2 separate regions of the Mus musculus genome follow, and region 2 is linked to region 1. The links are chromatin contacts, called in public ChIA-PET maps. All regions are on one chromosome and are shown on one strand. Each heading gives the region's core, a stretch centred on a gene start, on an enhancer-like site or on the middle of the called end of the contact. The rest is flanking DNA. Distances are from core to core; before and after follow the strand shown.

Region 1 (3,813 bases), core at 401-2,900:
ATATGGAGGCACATGGTGGCCTCCACGCTCTCCCACTGTCACAAGTACCTGTTGTAGAGTCTATGCTGGCATTCTGGCTCTTCTCAGTTCTTCTGGTTTACCCTGAATCCCAACCTTCTCCCAGCCCTGCACACTGCCAATCTCTCCTTATAATGCTGTTCAATCCTCTTCTCTCTCTTTCTCTTTCTCTTTCTCTCTCTCTCTCTCTCTCTCTCTCTCTCTCTCTCTCTCTCTCTCTCTCTCTCCCTCCCTCCCTCCCTCCCTCCCTCCGTCCCTCCCTCCCTCCCTCCCTCCCTGCTGTGGAGACACCTCTGGCTGTGTTCTCCCTCATGTCTACAATAAAAGCCTGCCCCTTAACCATACCTTGGCTCCATCATACTGAAAGTCCCTGCAGTTCCTGATGGTGTCACTTTGTTTGGGAAGTTGTATAATGTAGGAAGGTGGGGGTTGCTGGAGGAAGTGGGTCACTGGAGGTGGAACTTGAGGTTTTAAATTGCCCCTGACCCTTCTATTAACCTTCCTGCTTCCCAACTATCACTCAGTGTTTGCAGCTCTTCCCACTAAGCTTTCCGTGACGGGGATGTAACCTCTCAACCTGTAGGCCAAGCAAACACTCTCTCCCAAATCCGCTTCTGTCCAGGTACCCTGGTGGTTTGGGGCCAAGGTGTGATACTCAGAGATCATGCCACAGAATAGGCTGAAGGCAAGACATCTGCTGGGAGACAGAGGAGATTGAAAGGGTGTCTCAGAGTGGGGGCATGAACCAGCTAGTCAGACAGACAGACAGACAGACAGACAGACAGACAGACAGTCAGACAGTCAGTCAGATAGGCAGACAGACAGACAGGGAGACAGGCAGGGAGACAGGCAGACAGACAGACAGGAAGATAGGCAGACAGACAGACAGGGAGACAGGCAGGGAGACAGGCAGACAGACAGAAAGTCAGACAGTCAGTCAGACAGGCAGACAGACAGACAGACAGACAGACAGACAGACAGGGAGACAGACAGACAGGAAGATAGGCAGACAGACAGACAGGAAGATAGGCAGGCAGACAGACAGACAGGCAGACAGACAGGGAGACAGACAGGTAGACAGGGAGACAGACAGGGAGACAGACAGACAGACAGACAGACAGACAGACAAATAGGCAGACAGACAGATAGAAAACAGACAGGGAGATGGAGACAGAAACAGATACAGACAGAATGAATAAGCAAGATGCCCACAGAGATCTGGGGTGGCCAGCACACTTTAAAAGGTTCTCCTATTGCATGGTGGAAAGGCACAGCCCCTGACAGTGGTGAGTTACTTAAGTGGCTGTGGCTGAGTTGCCCAAAGTCAGGCTGGCAGAGCGCCTAATCTACAACACAAGTAATTCATGCTTGTCACTAAGTCGGTACTGAGAGTGGTGTTGTTATGAGGGTGTTGGTATGACTGTTATGGTCTTTAGAGCGTCTGTGAGAGGATTATGGAAGAGTTTGAGAATCCAGGCTGAAAACTCCCTTAGAAACTTGTAAACAGCTCAACAGCTGTGGTGGGAGTTTGGAAGACTAGGAGGAGAGACTGGAGGCTGTTGGGGGCTGGCTCATGAGGTTACAATGTGGCATAGAATCTGGCTTCCTCTTGCCCGTTTCCTGAGACCTTGAGACAGGCTGTTTTAAAGTAACAGACTCTGCTCAGTGAAGGAAATTTCAAGGCAAGATAGCAGCCGCTGTTTTGCCACTTTTATGCTGAGTTACCGTGAAAAGGAGCAAGGAGGGAGAGAGATGAAGTGCAGACTGAGTAGACAGGCGTATGGTTACAAGGCAAGGCTGGGTGAAGCAATGGCTTGGCTGTGCTCTGTACTGGAACCCCAGGGGAGCTGCCCTGAGGTAAGAGGACAGCACCCAGCAAAGGCTCTAACCTGTGAAAGCGCAAATACTCACTGGGGAAGCCAGTCAGAAACCATGAAAAGGCTTAGATGACTTGATGTGATAGTATTTCTGTTTAAACATGAAGCCATTCATAAACCTCAATATGAGAGAATATTCCATTTGTCAACACAAAACATAGAACAGCATGCTAAAAATAAACGTAGTAAGAAATACCCTGTGCTTAGGATGTCTAAAGCGAATAAGGGACATAAAAGACTTGTATTGAAGAGCATTTAACTATGGAAAATTAGTCATTATTAGTAAGCATTATAGTGATAGAATGCTGATTCAAATCCCCAAAGAACTTCAAATGGGGGAAGGGGTGGAATCTGGCAAAGAAAAAAAAGTCTGTAAGTCTATAGTTGACCTTAGAAAACAAACAAACAAACAAACAAACAAAGCCCCCCAAAACAGCTAGGGGCTAGAGAGATGGTTCAGTGGTTAAGAGCATTGACTGCTCTTCAGAGGTCCTAAGTTCAATTCCCAGCAGCCGCATGGTGGCTCACAATCATCTGTAATGGGATCTGATGCCCTTTTCTGGTATGTCTGAAAGATAGCCACAATGTACTTGTATACATAGATAATTAAAAAAAAAAACAAAACACAACAAAACAAAAAACAATTATTACAAAAAATCAGTAGAAAGATGCCTAGACTAGTGAAGCGCACTCCTCAGTAGCTGAGGGCTTTCCCACAGATGAACAGAGCCTGGGGCTCAGATCTAACGTCTTAAGCCACTGATGAGTTAGTCTATTGAGTAAACAACACTGGAACTGGAGCGTAGGGGCGACATTGGACGGCATGGGTGTGAACAGTCTATTTTTACTCTGGCCCATCCTGCTATTTTTCTGTTTCCTGGATGTCATGACGTGATTTTGGCATGTCCATTGGTCCTGATGTTTCTGTTTTACCACACACCTAAAAGCAACGGTGACTGCTGACCATGGTGTGAAACTTCCAAAGCCGTGAGCCCAAATACATCTCTTCTCCCATCAGTTGTTTCTCTCAGGCGTCTGTCACAATGCTGAGAGCTCTAATATACACTAGAAGAAAGCTTTAAAGATTAAAACTGTGATACACACACAGAACTGACTAATGAATGAACAGCCATTGTTCAGAGGGATGGCAATCCAACATGATAAATGTTCATGCCTTAGTAAACAGTATCAGAGTAGTTAGTCAGGAGTAAAATGCACTCAGTTGTGATTGCAAAAGGACATGTTCTGAATACTGGAAATAGCTCCTTGGTACAAGATTGCGTCTAGGGTTCCTGCAATCCACTAAGGTCCACTCAAGTCTCTTGTATAGAAGCATCTAATATTTGCACGGAGCCTGCACACTCTCCTGCCCTACCTTAAATCCTCTAGTCAAGGTGCACTCATAATTTGCCTTGGCTCATTTACTAAGTAAAAAACTGAATTAAAAATGTGGCTCATTAATTCATTGGAGCAGGTGAACATTTTAATATTAATGTTTGTTTTTAATGTTTTTGCATGGTATAATCATTCATGTACATGGATTTGCATGTGTGTGTGGGTACGAACACTGGTGCAATCCAGGGCTTAACTTCTGGTGTCTTCCTCAACCGTTCTCTGCTTACCTTAGTCTTCCCTGGACTTGATGCTCAGTTTTCAGCTCAGCGGTTCGGCTTGAGCTAGGAAGCCTCCTTTCTCGGGCTTCTTGGTTTGGGGTTGTAGGCAAGTGCAGCCACATGCAGCTTTTTGTGTGTGCTGAGGATCTAAACTCAGGTCCTCATGCGTGTGCTGCAGCGCACCTACGCAGCAATCTCCAGCCCAGATCTTACATTTCTACTATCTCAGTGATTTCAAGGCCTCCTGTAAAACAGAAACTGTTCCTTCTGGCTAAGCACTCTCTTTTTTTTCTTTTTAATGCATG
Region 2 (3,813 bases), core at 844-3,343, 490 kb before region 1:
AAATAAAATAAATCTTAAAAAAAAAAAAAGAAAAGAAAAAAGCCAGGGTCTGTCAAAACGTTATCATTTTTTGATAGTAGAAAACTCAGGTAGTACCCTGCAAGATACAGGGATAGAAAATGATTTTCCTAAGCAGGACTTCAATAATCAACAAGTGGGACCTAATAAACTAAAAAGCTTATTCACACCTAAGAAACAATCAAATCAGGAGGAAGCCCATAGTTAGGAAGAAATCTTTGCCAGCTATACATCTGATAGAGGATTAATATATAGAATACATAAAGAACTCAAAAATCAGAGTCAAAGAACACCAAAGGACCAATTCGTAAATGGGCTTGGGATATGAACAGAGTTCTCCAAAGAAGAAATAAAAATAACTAAGAAATAGCTCGAAAAAATTATCCCTTGTCCCTAGTGATTAGGGAAATACAAATTGAAGTAACTTTCAGATTTCATCTTACCCCAGTCAGAATGGCAAAAATCAATAAAATAATCAACAACAAATGTTACAGGGGTATAGGGAACCCCCATTCACTGTTGATGGGACTGCAAACTGCTTTGGAGAATCCTCAAAAAGCTAAGTCTACCACATGACACAGCTATATCGCGCTTAGGCGTATGCCCAAAGGACTTGACATCTACTCCACCGATCAGCCATGACTGCTGCTGCTCTGTTCACAATAGCTGGGAAATGAAACAACCTACATATCTGTCAAATGACTCGCGGATAATGAAATCATGGACCATATACATCATGGGGGACTGCTCAGCTGTAAAGAAAAATGAAATCATAAACTTTTCAGGCAGGTGGACAGAACTAGAAAAGATCATGTTGAGTGAGATGTCCCAAACCCAGAAAGACAAATGCCCCATGTTCTTTCTCATCTGTGGTCCCTAGCTCCAAGTCTTCAGATGTGAGCAAATAAACTAGACTAACCACAGAAACCAGAAGGTAAAAGGAACCATGGAGCATGGTGGGAATCAATATAGGTAAATATCTGGGTGCAACTGACTTGTAGAGGGAAAAGCAGGGGCACTTTTTTTTTTTTTTTTTTTTTTTTTTTTTTGCAACAGGGTTTCTCTGTGTACCTCTGGCTGTCCTGGTAATTAGGGAGGTGGAGGGAAGTTAATAAAGCAGGAGAGAAGAGGGTAAAATAAGAGTAAGAAAAAGTCATAAGGAATCAGTTATTATCTATCAGAATTACATATAAGACATGCAAGCCTATACATATATACACATATGCACACATACTATATATATGAAATTTCCCATCTGGGCTGACAATGCTCTCCCCAGAAGCCATACACTAGTAACAAAAGCCCCAGCACCAGGCATGAGACGTAGCCTTTTGAGCTGTGGGTTAGAGTTGTCGAAGAGACTCCCTATACCTGGCTATTGTCACTGCCTTGGATGCTTCCCAGAGGCTGAACGGAAGTCTCTGTTGCTGAACATACCATATACTTTGGACACAGACATGAGGGATCCAAGCTGGCTCTGATTTTAGAGCTTCCTCCATGAGGCCGAGCCTTCGTTGTAGCAGAAGATGCCATGCAAGCTTCCAAAGAAAGGAAGTACCCAGCTATGATGCCTATGAACCAAAACTAGCACCGCACAGTATCCCTAAGAGCATAGTGGTAAGCATATTTACTGGTAACCAAGAGTTCTTAACTGGACTTAAGGTTCACTCAACAAGAGGGAAATCAAGCTTAGCACTAGAAACCCAGCCAATTGCAAGGGACTATAAAGTCATGAACCTTGGAGGAGATCCACTATCTACCACTCTACTAAAGCGCCATGACCCCTAACTCCATTCTGAAAACATTTATGCTTATGACCACAGAAAAGTATAGTTCTCATTTCTCATCAAAGCAACTTCTCTTTGCAATAGACAGACCAATAAAGAAATCTGTAATTGATCAAAATGCAGAGAAGTGACAGTATTGTCTGTCACCCTGGACCAACCATACACCTACAACACAGCTCCTTCACCAAAGGCTTGAGAGTCATGGCAGAAGAGAAGACAGAAAGATTGTAAGATCCAGAAAGTAACAGAAAGTTTGCTGTGAGGTTTCCTCTCCTAGAAAGGTGAGAGAGGCTACACCCAGGAAGTCTCATCAACGTGGCTGCTTAAACAAGACCTAGACAAAGATGACACCAACAGACACACTAACATGGAAGTCAAAAATCTCATGGGACATCCACTCTAGACAAAGAACTACAGGCAAATAAGCAATGCTGAGAGCAGGAGAAATAGAACTCTTCCCCAGGGAGGAGCCCCCAGATTGGTTATCCAATCCCAAGAGGTCAGCCCTGAAATCAAGAAACACTTTATAGACTGAGCAGATTGTATTTACACATTTAGGAATATATATCTCAACAATTAGAGAAATGGAGGCCATGAACTTGAAAGAAAGCAAGGGGATGTAGAGGAAGGGTTAGAGAGAGAGAAGGGGAAATAGGAGGGAAATGATGTAATTATATTTTAATTTCAAAAAGCTAAGGTTTATTACTTTTGAACATTCAGTTTTTCAAGAGAAGCCGATGTTTTTATTTTAGTACTTTATATAAGGATTAATAGGCATGGCAGATCCTCAGGAAGAGGCCATGTCCTGTTCAACATGGGAGTACTAAAGTCCACCCTACAGAGCTCCTAGAAAACCCCACAGAATGGCAGCAAAGTCTACTGCTTCAGTGCGTAAGGAAGCTATACCATACGGAAGACGATGGCATGAACATAACTGTGCGCAGGGGACAAGAACTGGCAGCTCTGTTACCCGCTCCCATTTCCTTACTCCCCACTCACAATGAACACTCAGAACACAACATGACATTTTCGGATATAGTAGTACCCAGAAAGAACCGCAGGAGGCTGAGGCATGGGGCACCCTACCTTTATATCCCGGTGGACTATCTGATTGTCGTGAAGGTATTTTAATCCTTCCAGTATCTGCTTCGTATAGAAGCCAATCGTCTGTTCGTTGTCCTTTAATGGGCCCCATTTTGAACGAAGGAGAGCAGAGAGGCTTCCTATAAGATAAGAGAAACAGTGAGCAAAACTCATTCAAGCTCTTTAAAGCAAATACATAGCGTGACACTAAATGAAGCCAGAATGCACTGGCTCTTCACAGTAGGCCAGACTCTGCTGGTTGCCTGGGTTCAAATAGGAACATGTATGAAACATAGGAACATGTATGAAAATATCCCTATTCTGAAGGCAGCCAGTAATAGGATACTCAGTTGCTAGCTTCATTCAATCCATGCCACAGTGACTGAAACTAGACCGGTTTCAAAATGTCTGTACTGCCTGCTGAGTAGCGTCAAGTTCATGTCACCCATCTGACCATTGTCTCAACACAGACAAATCAAGATCTGGACTCTAACAAATTCCATTCAATCTAGCTCTTCTTCAGGCCTTAGAAATTCACACTTCTGAAGGTAAGACAGGCACCCCTTACCTCCTGGGACTTGCTCCATGAAGATTTTGATGAAGCCGTTCTCACTGAAGGAGCCCAGATACTGGACAATGTTTTTGTGTTTCAGATGCTTGTGCAGGGCGATTTCTTCATGCAGGGGCTGAGAGTATCTGGAAGACACGCAAATGTCAGTACGCTAAGCATCAGACAGACTTTAGAGTATTAACTTAAGCAACACTAAAAACACCAGCTAAACTGTGCCCACAAATAAAACCAATGACCGTCCAAGGCCTTTATTTCTCATAAATTCTATGACATTGCAGCTGCAGCAGGACTGAGGGGAAGTGTTGGATATTGTTCAAGCTCCTTGCATAGATCAACTCATTTCTTTTCACTAAA

Evidence for each region. ChIA-PET counts read pairs in DNA pulled down with a chosen protein or histone mark.
Region 2: an RNA polymerase II ChIA-PET map of effector CD8 T cells shows a contact between it and region 1, with 9 read pairs. The contact joins two enhancer-like sites. A contact is called at or near these places in 3 of 39 promoter capture datasets (embryonic stem cells, liver and stem cell-derived epiblast-like cells), 1 of 115 datasets of contacts at active chromatin or transcription factors (effector CD8 T cells) and 2 of 9 other capture datasets (embryonic stem cells and liver).

The regions. Positions count from the first base shown.
Region 1 is chr10:19,611,193-19,615,005 of GRCm38.p6, reverse strand. No RefSeq gene overlaps it. Among named protein-coding and RNA genes, the nearest start is that of Il22ra2, 8.9 kb to the left of the region's middle. Within about 2 kb of position 1,650, at least 127 of the 459 cell types and tissues checked have an H3K27ac peak or open chromatin away from gene starts, as enhancers often do. A contact at or near this core is called in effector CD8 T cells, where this site is marked.
Region 2 is chr10:20,099,276-20,103,088 of GRCm38.p6, reverse strand. Map3k5 (mitogen-activated protein kinase kinase kinase 5) reads right to left here. Exons shown (of 30, transcript NM_008580.4): 16 at 3,457-3,584; 17 at 2,892-3,028. Among named protein-coding and RNA genes, the nearest start is that of Map7, 70 kb to the left of the region's middle. Within about 2 kb of position 2,093, at least 3 of the 459 cell types and tissues checked have an H3K27ac peak or open chromatin away from gene starts, as enhancers often do. A contact at or near this core is called in effector CD8 T cells, where this site is marked.